Linked DNA regions of Anas platyrhynchos: region 2 is linked to region 1. The links are chromatin contacts, called in public Hi-C maps. All regions are on one chromosome and are shown on one strand. The core of a region is the stretch at or near the end of the contact, and the rest is flanking DNA. Distances in the headings are between cores, read along the strand shown. Region 1 overlaps ERC2 (ELKS/RAB6-interacting/CAST family member 2). Region 2 holds the start of ERC2 (ELKS/RAB6-interacting/CAST family member 2).

The links. Hi-C and Micro-C count contacts between places; a contact is called where the count stands out from the background.
Region 2: a contact with region 1 is called in a Hi-C map of F1 follicle, with 1.9 times the contacts expected there. The contact joins the promoter of ERC2 here to the enhancer-like site in region 1. A contact is called at or near these places in 2 of 8 Hi-C or Micro-C datasets (F1 follicle and skeletal muscle).

Annotation. Positions count from the first base shown.
Region 1 is chr13:22,029,352-22,036,377 of IASCAAS_PekinDuck_T2T, reverse strand. The region is part of intron 2 of ERC2 (ELKS/RAB6-interacting/CAST family member 2); the gene reads left to right. Among named protein-coding and RNA genes, the nearest start is that of ERC2, 58 kb to the left of the region's middle. Within about 2 kb of position 3,842, at least 2 of the 8 cell types and tissues checked have an H3K27ac peak or open chromatin away from gene starts, as enhancers often do. A contact at or near this core is called in F1 follicle, where this site is marked.
Region 2 is chr13:22,088,743-22,095,768 of IASCAAS_PekinDuck_T2T, reverse strand. It overlaps ERC2 (ELKS/RAB6-interacting/CAST family member 2), which reads left to right and starts at 4,594. Exons shown (of 18, transcript XR_011812383.1): 1 at 4,594-4,848.

The sequences.
Region 1 (7,026 bases), core at 2,593-5,092:
GGTACTTGTCCTAAAATGGTAATCAAGAAATATCAAATGAAGGAAGCATGTTCTGCATTAGTAAAAATGTTTTTAAACAAAAGGCTTGCAATGAAGCTGGTAGTTCACTGCTGCAGGACTTTGCCACAAATGCAAAAAGTCATTAGATTTATAAAAAATCTTTCAAGGACTGTTAAGCACCTAGACCCCTGACACAGATCTAGAACTCCTTGAGCTGAAGATGACTGGAAACTGTTCCCTGCTCAGCTTATGCCTCTTAAAGGCTTTCCCTTTCCTGGGCATCCAGTGCAGGTCAGTTTTTGAATCCAGTACAGAAACATCTTGTAGTGGCTGACTGCTGAGCCCCACTGTTTTTTGCCCTCATTCAAATGGGATTTCAAAGGTCCTTTTCTTTCATTGGATATATAAGTAGTTTTATCACCAGATGATACAGTCAGAACCTTTTCTATAAAAGCATGTAAAAAGATGATGTTTAAATTGTATTTGAGCTATATTTAAACTGCAGTTACCCCTCCCTGTGTGTAAGTTGAAAAGATGAATCACCTGTGTGGACTATGTTTCCAACCTCTAGGTGATCTCAAAGAACAGAGTGATCATAATCATAAATAACATAAGGTCATCAATGAATGGTGACATCTTCTGGATATGTCTGTGTTCCAGACGTTCTTTCATTCTGGTTCTCTCAACCAGGGATTTCTGTCCCCAAATTAAGAGGGAAAAGTGCCAGAAGGACATCTCTATCTGGAATCATGCTTACAATGAAGCTGAATTTACTGTCAGCAAACTTACAGAAGATACTCTTGTTTATAAGCAGATTGCATTAACTCATTTTGTCAAAGCTGTTCAAACATAATATGTATGTATTTTGATCTCTAAGCAAGAGTTGCATTTATCAAATATGTTTAATAGCAACATTGGCAAGTAGGTCAGTTTCAGAATATTTCAGGGGAAAATACATCAGATTCAATGAAGTTAGGTTTTTATTAGTGTCCTGGTTTCAGTTAGAACAAAATTAATTTTCTTCCTAGTAGCTGGTGGAATGCTGTGTTTTGGCTTAGGATGAGAAGAGTGCTGATAACACCCTGATGTTTTAATTGTTGCAGAGCAGTGCTTATACCAAGCCAAGGACATCTCAGCCTTTTGCTCTGTCCTGCCAACAGGCAGGCTGGGGGTGCAGTAAGAGCTGGGAGGGGACAGACCCGGGACAGGTGACCCAAACTAGCCAAAGGGGTATTCCATACCATCTGACGTCATGCTAAACAATATATAGGGGTGGCTAGCCGGGGGAAGGGGCCGGACTGCTCGGGGTGAGGCTGGGCATCGGTCAGCGGGTGGTGAGCAATTGCATTGTGCATCACTTGTTTGTACATATTATCATTACTTTCCTATTATCACCATTGTATTATTATTGTTATTATTGTTATTATTATTTTGTTATTATTATTTTCCTGTCTTATTAAACTGTCTTTATCTCAACTTACGGGCTTCACTTTCCATTTCTCTCCCCCGTCCCAGAGAGGGAGGGGGGAGGGTGAGCGAACGGCTGCATGGTGTTTAGCTGCCGACCGGGTTAAACCACGACATTTATTCTTAATTATCGCTAAATAGAATAAAGGAGAAAATTGCTCCAGACATTTCAGGAAAGAAAGAAAAAATGATTCATTTGATATTTGGTAATCAAACGGATATTAAATTAATATTTTTTCTGTAGAATCTTTTATCACCTGTTTTCCTTTTAATATAAAAAAAATCAATAGTCTGTAAAGAAAAAGCAACAATCATTATAACCTTAGGAAAACAAGCTGACAATTTTTCACTTGCACAGTCTGACATAATAATACCCAAGACATCTCTTGAATTTGGTGTGTGGTGCTCTGCACTCATAGCTGCTGCAGGGAAAGGTGACTCCGTCCCAGACAGACCCAACCACGACAATTAGGGAAAATAAAAATGTTGAGGTATACCATCTGGTCAGGATGACTGACCTTTATGGAGAAATCTTTGTTTAAGTGGGTACACGTTATCTGACAAAACACTTTCCAAGGTAACAAAATCCAAGGTAACAGATATAAAGCACCAGAAGTGGCTCACATTTATTTTATGACTTCGAATCAAGAAACAATATCCTGTTCAGAGGAACTGTTAAATTTAAAAACAAAGACTACAAATGCCTTCTCTTTCTGCAACTTTATAAATAAGCACACTTTGTTTCTTTTTTTTATGTCATGTAAATATAGAATTCTTCTGCTTCCAAATCAGGAGCAAAAACCCAAATGTCTTATGCCAGCAAAAACATCAGTGTTCTGAACAGTCTAATTGCCTCAAGCTATTGCAAATATTCACACTACTTCTACTGAAAAAGATGTGAACGCTGCCTGTTTAAACTATGTTATATTTGGGTAATATTTATAGCTAGCAACAGTGCATTGATTTATTTTTTGAATAGTTTTGTCAGATGCTGGCAGTGAATTAGGTTTGGGGTCCAGGAGAAATATATCTGTGCATCAGTAATAACATAGCCTTCTGATATTTAATCTCATAAAATCAAATTCTAACCCAATGAAAACTATACATGCTTTCTTTGGTAGGTAGGTATGTAGCTATCAAACTTCGGTCACTGGGGCCGCTTCCAGCACCATTTCATTCTCAGCAACCTTTTAAAAATGGATTTGATGTAGAAGAATACATAAATGAAGCCACAAAAGATTATGGTGGTTTATTCTTAAATTCTAGGTTAGACTTAATGAATTTAGCTGAACAGAGATCCAAGTTTTAACGCTGTATGTTGGGTCTGTCTGGGACGGAGTCACCTTTCCCTGCAGCAGCTATGAGTGCAGAGCACCACACACCAAATTCAAGAGATGTCTTGGGTATTATTATGTCAGACTGCGCAAGTGAAAAATTGTCAGCTTGTTTTCCTAAGGTTATAATGATTGTTGCTTTTTCTTTACAGACTATTGATTTTTTTTATATTAAAAGGAAAACAGGTGATAAAAGATTCTACAGAAAAAATATTAATTTAATATCCGTTTGATTACCAAATATCAAATGAATCATTTTTTCTTTCTTTCCTGAAATGTCTGGAGCAATTTTCTCCTTTATTCTATTTAGCGATAATTAAGAATAAATGTCGTGGTTTAACCCGGTCGGCAGCTAAACACCATGCAGCCGTTCGCTCACCCTCCCCCCTCCCTCTCTGGGACGGGGGAGAGAAATGGAAAGTGAAGCCCGTAAGTTGAGATAAAGACAGTTTAATAAGACAGGAGAATAATAATAATAATAATAATAATAATAATAATAATAATAATAATAATAATAATAATAATAACAATACAATGATGAGAATAGTACTACCACTAATAATATGTACAAACAAGTGATGCACAATGCAATTGCTTACCACCCGCTGACCTATGCTCAGCCTAACCCCGAGCAGTCCGGCCCCCTCCCCCCAGCTAGCCACCCCTATATATTGTTTAGCATGACGTCAGATGGTATGGAATACCCCTTTGGCTAGTTTGGGTCACCTGTCCTGGGTCTGTCCCCTCCCAGCTCTTACTGCACCCCCAGCCTGCCTGTTGGCAGGACAGAGCAAAAGGCTGAAATGTCCTTGGCTTGGTATAAGCACTGCTCTGCAACAATTAAAACATCAGGGTGTTATCAGCACTCTTCTCATCCTAAGCCAAAACACAGCATTCCACCAGCTACTAGGAAGAAAATTAATTTTGTTCTAACTGAAACCAGGACAATAAAGAAAGCAGCTGGCTGAAGGCTTTTCACTTGGCAGGTAAACACATGCTGTCACTCTCCAAGGAGGTCAGGATATTTTACATTTCAGCATTCCTGGAATTAATCTTCTATGGTCTAGCTCAGTTAAACTGCCTGTGGCACTGAAGGGGAAGAGGTGTGGAGGCGAAGGTCTTAAAGCAAGAAAACTATCAACTAATTAGTATTTAGGACAGCACAAATGTAAGGTTTTCTGCTATGTCTTCCCCACCTCCTCCCTTGTTTCTTGTGAAAAATAGAATGCGGATTAATCAGAGGAATAATTGCTTGGAAGAATCTTCATTGATCATTTTATTATTGTATTTGACAGTTTTTATTTATAGGGGAAAAAGGTCTAAAGCGAGCTGTAAGCTCATAGACAAAGCATGAACTTGATGTGGGTGTGAAAGCCGTAAAAATATTTGTTTTCTTTAAGAGGATTGTTTTTCTTTTTCTTTGCTATTGAAGAGAACCAGCAGAGCCCTACAGCGGTGACAGCACCTCATGTTACTCTTTCTAAGGGAATTTTTTTGACCAGTGGGCTATGTGGCTATCCTTTTATTTTGTCTTGGAAATGACTTGCAGTTCTTCCCCATGCAAATACAAGAAATCTGAATAGATTACACTATAGCATATAGGCAGTTTCTAGGACTTCAGTAGCCTGGGAGATGGAAAGGAGTGCAGCTAACATAAATGCATGTTCATGTTTTTTGAGGACTAACAATTTTCATATATACATGTGCATGCTTACAGAGAGAAGGTATGTTTTTTGGAATGGTCACTGTTTACTTTTATATGTAATCAGTAATAATTCTTTTAAAAAGTGCTTAAAAAGTGCATTGCCTGGAATTTGATTTTTAAGTGAGTATTCATTTTAATGAACAGTTTTTAGAACAAATAGGAAATTTGAGTGGTCATTCACATCATCATACCTAGATATGATTCATATTGGGTATTGGTAATACTTAGGATTGCTATAGGCTCTTCTAGAGTGTTTATCAAGCTAAAATGTATAATGTGTTACTAAGAGTTCTGGCAGGAGAAATGAGAGTGCTATTTGGAGGTACACTTTTTTTTATTGAGACTTTTTTCCTAGAGTTTGAGTGTAAGTGGCTGAGACTTTGCTTTCTCGGAGCAGACAAATCAATTTCCAAAACTGAACTTGAGTTACCAATGCAGTTGGGAGCATTAGAGAGTCTGTGTGACAGATAAATCATGGAAGCCGCTCAAATTATTTCTGTAAGAAGACAGTTTGGAGAGAAGAAAAAAATTCATGGGGTACCTTTAATAGGGCCTGAGTACTAAGAAGGTGCAATTTTTGTTGGAGGTGGTAGCAAGTGGTTTGTTATTCCACTGAATTTTGAAATATGAATAGCGTTATAAAAACTGTGTGAAATAAGCCTTTGAGCTGCAGTTCTTTGGTTCACCAATGGAGATGTGAATGAGGCCAGCACCATGTAAATAAAACTAGTGTTTTAAAATTGTAATCTTTTTAAAATTATTTTTTATTTTTATTGGAGTAGGGTAAATAATGATAATGCAGAGGGACTGAAGCAGGAAGAGAAGTGAAAGAATTGTAGAATTACATCCAGTTTTGTCAGAGGTAATGATTTAAGGCTTTACAAAAGGACAGTGTTTCATTGACTTCCTCTGTTCCCTTCTGTGATCATTTAACATCTCTAGCAGCTACAGGAATTGATCAGATAGAGCAAAAAAAAATAATAAAGCCTTCAATGCAGTTTTCACTGCCAACATTCTGGCAGGTGTTCCTGTTAGAGATAAAAGGCAGTGTAACGCCTTTTACATTCCATTTTATTTTGACTTCTATAACTTCTGTTCTCTTTCCTCAATTTTTTAATCATGTTTTTTCATGCCGAGCCCTTTTCTTTCAACATACTGGCTGTTCTGATTTTTGCACCTCACCCTTATTAGCTGACAGTTCCATACCACTAAGTGGCATCATTCCTGAAGAACAGGTCCTAATTCATTTTTTCTTATGTAGAAACACCTAACAAATGTGCATAACACAGCTTACTCTTGTTTCCAGCAACTTTATCTTTTCTCTGTAGATCCAATTGGAAATAAGTAAATCAGCCTGTGATCATCAGTCTTTTTGATGGTTTCAGCAGCAGCTTGATCCACAGGTGGCAAATATAGATCAGTCTACTCCAAAGCACAAAAGAACAATGTCACTTTTTTAACATTGTTTTTTCTGTGCATCTCTAATAAAACGTGCCACCTAATTGGATTGTTTAGTTGTCTAACTCTTCTGTTGTTTCGGTTTTAAAATTAGGAATATGTACAAGCTTGCCTTCTTGGGCTAATAAAATTCTGACTGTAAAGAGAATTAGACAATACTAACAGAATTAAAGGAACACTTTTTTTTAAATTATTTTTCAGTTGAAGAAAATCTGCAGTTTCCTTCAGAAAGTTCCCTGGCACCATGTTAAATAATTTAAGATGCAGACTTATTTTTGATTTGTAGTGACTGATGCAAGTTCTCACTCATGGTAGATTATGTCCTCTAAAACTTCCTTTGGATAGGCTTTTTGGTCATCTCAGTAGCATAATGCTTTAATCTAGAGATTTCTGTCACAGTTTTGTACTTCAAGGAGCATCCCCATAGCTGTACATCTGCTGGAAGGTGGCATAAATGCATTTACTTCTTTACAGATAGAGAAGGAAATGATAGGAGCTGTAGCATGTGGTGTAATGGATAGTAGTTACCCTGTGATTAACCCTTTGCTGCTGTTTGTGATCCCATCTGCACAGTGTCAGAGTATATCAGAACCAGACTGCATCCAATTCTTAGTGTGGTTAGGTGGTGCTACATTTGAGAACTACAGTTCATCATTTTCTAGAATCCAACTCAGTCCAGATATTAAGGACAATGAGATATGTGTCTGTGAGTCCAGTAACCTGCTGCAGGGTTGTTATTGCTTCCAGCAGTTGATTGCAAAGAACAGTTAATATTTATAATATTTCAATCAATGCATATGATTCTGTTCCAGAACAGTGAAGCATGTTACTTCTGCCACCGGGAACATGCTGTGAGATTCACTTTGTAGAGTGGTGATTCTCTCAGTTATTATAGAAGGAATTTCAAATGGAGGGCTTGGAATCAGCTTTTATGGATTTGAATTGAGAATGCTAAGGGATGCTGGCAGCTGAGCTAAAAGAAGACATCATATTATAAAAACTAGTCCGCAATGTGGGGAAAAGGGCTAATGTGCTCATCTTTCATTGTCAGTGCTCTTCTTT
Region 2 (7,026 bases), core at 3,345-5,844, 59 kb before region 1:
TTTCTATCCTGAATAGATTAGCAATGCAGTACATAATAAATTGCTTATATTATGCAATCGCAAGAATATACTTTCCTCGTTCGGTTTATGTAATAAACATAATTAACATATAATGTAATAAACATATTACATTATTTAATGTAATAATACATTACAATGAATTCCACAGTAGCTTGTTATGCTTGCTTTCACATATATCCAAGTAATTCTTCCATCCTCTCTAATGCATATGTCACTGTTAGAGAGAAATAAATTATACTAATGATTTAGAAAACCAAGACAGCAGACTTTGATTGGTGATCTGTCATGAGGAAAGTAAAGAAAGAAAATAACAATTGTTGGAAACCACGAGTCAATTTGGCAGATATCTGAAGGCGGATATCTGAAGTGATAAAGAACAGAGCTGTCCTACACACTTGGCTAACAAGTGCTACACCTCCATGGACTAGGCTATGATGACCTCACCCTGAAATCAAGAGAAAAGCTTTTTTTTGTGTGTGTTTGCAGGTGGTATGGAGGGACACAATGGCTGGTCAGGTGTGCTTACCCCAAATCTGATCACCACATCATGGTAAATGCAACATCTGTTCTGTAAGCTTCGGTGTAAATAGAAGTGTAGATTTTATGTTTCTTTTCTTCTAGACCTATCAGTATACTCCAAGTGAAAGTAGTTTTCTTGCACAGTTCTATTAATTTTCTTCTCTCATGATCTTACCAGCTGGGAAATGGTTGCATTACAAGGGTAATTCTACAAAGGTAAAAATGAAGAAGTGGGGAATCAGCTATTAGTATGAATAAAGAGGACCAATATCCTTCATGACTTATTTTCTTTTCACCAAAATAAGTATATCTGTTAGATCCTTTTCATTGAATATTATTTGAAAAGTATATTTTGGTAATATGATGCAATAATACAGCGATAATAGTACTATGCATTTATAACTTGAACACTTTCTCATGAATTCAATAAACAGTTAAATCTTATCAATAGATTATTTTCTCATTTACTTGCTCTTAACTGTGATATAGGGTAAGCAGAATTACTGTTTCCGCTTCTAGTCTAATGTAGTACTATCTTATGTATTTCTATTTATTACCATCAAAACACATGGGTTGACCCTTTGACATCTAGTATTTCTGTTTCAAAAGCTTGCATGCTTCTAATCATTTTAATGTCTTTGTGTTGGTTCTACTCCTGCTGTTTTTTTTTTTTTTTATGAGAATGTAATTTAGTTTTTCATACATTAATATAAGGTCAGAATTATTTCTCTATTTTTTTTCTAACTTTTAATTTTCAGTTAAAGAAGTAGAATGTTATATTACGCTCTTAACTTGACTTTTGTAATATTAAATGAAAGCTGAAAGCAACTCTACCACTAGGGAAGCACAGATGAATACATCAGGGCCAGGCACAATGGAATAAAGCTGAAATGCATTTTCCTCAATTTTTAAAGCACATGCCTGTTGTTATGTGCTGACAACTACGCAGCAGTAGTGACTGAGCTCCATTTCTGTTTGCATTTGTGTTTTTATAAAATGAAGCACTAAACAGCATACATTTTCATCAAACTATGAAAGGGAGATGTAGCTGCTGCTAAAGCATTATAAACGCAGGTAAAAAGAGAAGATAGGTCAGAAGGATGAAGAGAGGCCCTGGAATGGAAGTCAATCTGTAACATTTATATGTTTTCTAATGTTATTTTGAATGAGTTATATTTGGAGTAACTTAACAGAAAAATTAGAGTATGTTTTACGCTTTCCTGTTTCCCAAATCAGTATAGGCTCAGCATAGGCCAAGGAAAATAGCAAACTTCAAAATCCATATTTCATGTGTGTTTTATTTAAGGCCTAACTTACTCTTCTTTAAATAAAAAATAATAAAAATTGTCAGTAATTTCAGTGGGCTTTCCATGGATCCTGATGTAAATAGCACAATATGCTGTTTTTAAGGCAGAAAACTTTTCAGAAAACAAACAAAAATAGGCTAGCCAAAAATGTATCTGAAGGTAGAAACTGTTGAAAAGTATAAACCTTAGGTATAGCATCACATGACATTTATATATAAATATATAAAGTTTAGATATTAAACTTTACAAGAGTGCTTCTCTGGAACAGGTGGCTAAAAAGTATTTCTATTAGTCAGTGTATGAGAACCTGCTATAATAATAATAATAGTAGTAGTAGTAATAAAGTGCTTTTTAATTCACAAGATTTAGCTTTCATCTTTCTTAATGCTCAATGGCACCCACCTGCCTGTGTTGACACCAAAACAACACAGATGTTCCCATGATTAAATTGAAATGAGAACTTTCATCAGCTGCAAAGAGTCTGTTTTAAGTGTATACTATTGTTATCACCCTGTAATTTGGGTCAGGATTCCAGTATTGTCTGGAGTGTAAGGTTCACTCATCATGGAAGGGTTCAGATTAAATGACCGTGAAGTTGTTTGCATGGATGTTCAGACTACTAATATAACAAATAGAACAGCTGTAAAATTCTGTTCTCCCCTCTTTTACTTGAGCTGCACATTTCTCCATCAACTCTCTTCCAATACAATTTGGCAAAATACATACATATATATATATATATATGTATATATATATATATATATATTTTTTTTTTCCTAACCTCTTCACCAAGTGGCCTTGTCTGTACTGGGTATATTCTGTTCTTTGGCATTAGTAATACCACCAGTCTCCCTACAGATGGTCTACTACTCCAAGATGGTCTATTATTAATTCCACTACTAACTTTATGGAATGATAGCAAGCCTAATTCATTGCAATGTTGTTGTGACCTTACGGTTGCTCTGTGGTATCTTCCCACAATGATTAGTCCTTGGAAAGGGGAATCTTAGGCTACTGGTCTTTTGTTAGAATTATCTTGGCTCTTGCAGGCTATCACAAGGCCCATAGTCTTTGCTAGTGGTGAGTCACAAAAACATAAAGTAGAACCTGATTTTCTTGTCTTTTCATATACACAGTGATGCGGTGATACATTGTTTAAAAAACTGTCAGCAGCTGACACTACTTCTAACAAAAGTCCTGTCATCACTACAGGACTGCGACAGAATTTGTATTAGCAATACAGAGACAGCTCTGTAAGATATTCTTATCACACACCAAATCCAAATTAAGCAATGGATTTTGAAAACAGATACTTGTTCAGAGCGGTGGCCCATATTTTATAGCGTTTATCCATTTTCTTACAGCTGCAGACTTGCTAACTCTTCAAGAGCACAAAAGAATACTTCCTGTTTGCTTTTTAGACCAAGTGAAATTATTTGTATACAGAACCATGTCCCTTCTTGTCAAGTGTCTCCAAAACTGTTTCTATCTGTCCATCATTTCTGTCCATTTTTTTCGTAGCTATTTTAACAGAAATTTCTTCAAGTAAATAGGTGGCTTTGAAAAGCAACTGAAGTTTGTATTTTAGTTTGTCCCAGTACTTTGAGCTCACAAAAAATATGCGCTTCATATTGTAATAAGATTAACAAGCTACTATATTTTACCGTGATTTGGATTCTAGCATTGTTTTGAACAGTTGCATCTTTGAATAAATATTCACGATGGCAAAGTATTTAAGCTAGTTTTGAATAATGCAAATACAGCGATGAAGTGATTCTTAGTTTTAAATACGATCAGTTGAAATCAACTGCATTTGTCATAGTTTTTAATTGAAATTCCACATAAGCTGTTCTTCTCACTAATGTTCTCATTAATGTGCCTATAGGTCCATATGTAGACAAGAGAGTAAGATACAGATTACAGTATCTTGGATTTGCATGGATTTGTAGTGCTCGTTAAAAAGTGTCGCAGCAGTGACATTAAGAAAAGGCAGATAAAATATAATTGTGAAATTCTGTGTAGAATAAGATATGAAGCTATATTGGAACTAAGGACTGAGGCTGATCAATTATAACAGTATCAAGAGCAATTAAACCCATAGAAAATACAAAATGGAGAAGAAAGAAAAATAGAAGAGAGAAAAGAGAGAATTTCTTACAGCAAGAAGACAGTGATGATTTTACAAAGGTTTCCTCACTCCTCTTAATACAAAACTAAAAATGTCAGGAGTAATTTTAATGTAGTTTGCAGTTTTCTGATGAAAAAAAAAAACTTTCAAGCTTCATATAGCAGCTAATCTGTGCATTTTTTGAATGGATTTTTTATCAGAAATTATTATGGATGTCTTCTTAATTACTTTCAGATGTAAGCCAAAATACGGATTCAGGTTTTTCATATCTGTCTGGATATAACAGATTTTACATACCATGTTCTGAAGTACCTGGCTTCGAGTATTTCCAGCCTTCGGTGAACAAGAAAACATTTTTCCTCTGCAGCTTTACGCAGACACCGGTGTATTTTTAGGCTGTTTCACAATGAGTAACACACTTTCAGACATCTATAGGGTGCGGACTGGAACCCAAGGGTGTGCAGTGAACGGGCAGGGACAAATCCTCGGAGAAAGCCACCGGCTTGCAGTACGTGATCTGCAACTGGCAGAGCCCCAGCTGCTGGCAGAGCTTGCTGCTGCCCCCAGCGGCAGGCTGCTCAGCGCTGCTGAAGCCCCAGCTCCTCGGGAATGCTGGGAATGTTGAGTCAGGGTCTGGCAAAACAGGCAGCCAGGCTCGCAGCTGACAGGGAGACTCGCCGGGGGACAGAAAGACGAGGGACAGGAGCGCACAAGCCTCCCCCGACTACAGCAGGTTCCCTCTCTTCCTCGCCTTGTAGGTGTTCGGCTTCTCCGGCTCTACTGCTGCCTCCTTCCTCCCAGCAAACGAGATGTCAGCTAAACGTGATGTAAAATCCATGTGAGGATGAAAAGACAGATGCAATGATTTGAAAGGTGAGAGGCTTAGGCGGTTATCATGCACTGCTGTGAATCTGTTGCGATTAAGGAATTTGCTATATATTGCTTTCTACAATTGTCTGATGGTTGAAACTGAAAATGAAATTGCAGAAGAGGTTTTTTATATTGCCTTAGAAATACACTGTGATAAATGGGACCAAGTCCACATCTCCTGGTAAGAGTGCCTCTCCCTACAGAATTGTCAGCCAGAAACCTTTCTTGCAATTTCTCCTTAAAGCAGCCATAGGAGTCTCCTTTTCTGTGCCCAATCTTTAAAAATATTACTATCGTTGTTAAACTCTTCTAGAATATAATTGATGAGCTTCAGAAATTTTTCGCTTTATACCTAGAAACTGGATGATGTTTTAAAAATTGTGTTAGGAAAAAAGATATTTCTGTTCCCTTTCAGAGTCTTGCGAAGGGAAACCAGAAATTAGCAGGATAGTATTTTGTAGTTATATAATTAATGAATACTTAATGGGTTTGCTCATTTAGGATGCTGTGTGATTTTTATTTTTTAAGATTATTTTAGGTAGGACAAGAGTGATGCAAACGATAAAATCCATGTATACATTCATCAAGGACGCATCTATATCTTGCTGAGAGCGCTATTTAGTAATACGGAGGAGAAATAATATATATTTTTATTAGTGTGTGATTGATTTCTAGGCAGCTACCTGCTAAGCCCCGTGATGATGGATGGGAATGTACTCCCTTAGCGGCGAGCTGATCATTTCCCCCTTGATGGACACTGCAGCCGGCCACTTGCGTTGGCAGACACAAGCTCGCTGCAAATAAGCCCGGCCAATAAGTGCAGCGAAGAGGAGGGAAAAGCTCACTTGTCAGGGTTAGTTTGCTGGTTGGCTTTTTAAATCAGGGGTGTCACTTAACTATTTGTTTAGGATTTGGGTGTTTTTTTTTCTGCCTCTCATATCCCCCGTGTGTATACGCAGGGAGGCCGCCTCACACCCCGGCCTCTTCAGGCCCTTCTCCTGCTCCCTCTTTCCAAGGGCGGGGAAGGTTCCCCCCGTTCGTTCCGTGGCTTCTGCGCTGCCACTTGCCTTCCCTGTGGCGACATCGAGGACGGCAAATATCCTCTCCGCCTCTGCCCGGCCCTGCCGACCTCCTGCCGCCCTGCCCTGAGGGCAGCGGCCATGCCCGCACTGTTTCTGCCTCAGGGGCTGGGCGCTGCCTCCATCCCCTGCCGACGGGGAGCCCTCCCGCAGCCCGAGGGGCAAGGGGACGCCGCTGGGGTCCCCTCCTGTCAGGCAGGCAGGCAGGGAGGGAAGGAGCCCGGCCACCTTCCCAGCTGTGACAGCGCAGCGACCCGCCGCCCGCCTCCAACGCGTCCCTGTGGCGATCTCGCTGCCGGGGGTGAGGCTCTGTCTACCTCGGTGCGGAACGACCCTCACTGCCTTGCCAGCCGCCTGTGAGAAGGAGACAGAGAAGGAGGAGAAGGGCGGGCTCGGCTCTCCCCAGCACCCCGAACGGGGCTGCAGGCAGCGCCCCTTCCAGAGGGCGGAGGCCGGGCGGTCGCCGCGCGCCAGATCCCCTCAGCGCCCCACCGCTGCGGTCGGTTCGCGGGGCCTGGCAGCTGCCCTAGCGAGCTGGGGTTTTCTTCGCCTGCCCTGGGGAAGGGCGAAGGCTTTTGTAGTTCCCATCCCCTCACGGTCTCATCCACTTGAGGGTGCTTGTCCTGATTTCTTAGTTCTCTGTGTCTGAAGGAGACAAGAGGCTTTTTTAGGATCTGTTTTTGCACGTGGGGAATGTGTAATGGTAAGTGCCTATGGTTTTCTTAAGGAATATGTGTATGTGGTGAAAAGGTTTGTTTTTCTTAGTGTGAGGAACTTGTAAACCTTGGCTTCCTGTGAAGTGACTGTACTAAGGTGTGTGTAGTCTTTCCAAATCTAAGTACTTTAGAGAAATCTTTCTATTACCATTATTTTAGTTTGGAAGCCCTATATAAAACATTATTCAGCAGTGTCAAGGTGAGGTAGCTATTCCTCTTCTAGGGGAAACTGAGGAAAACACAGGAGTGACTTTTGGTCCTGTGAGCAAAGGGAACATCATTTCCTTCTTCAGAAGGATTAGTGGGAGAAGCTGTGTGCTGCATCTCCAGCAAGAGCCCTCAGAGTGGGGAATATACTCCAGTTAAGAACTGATGTTTATTTTTTT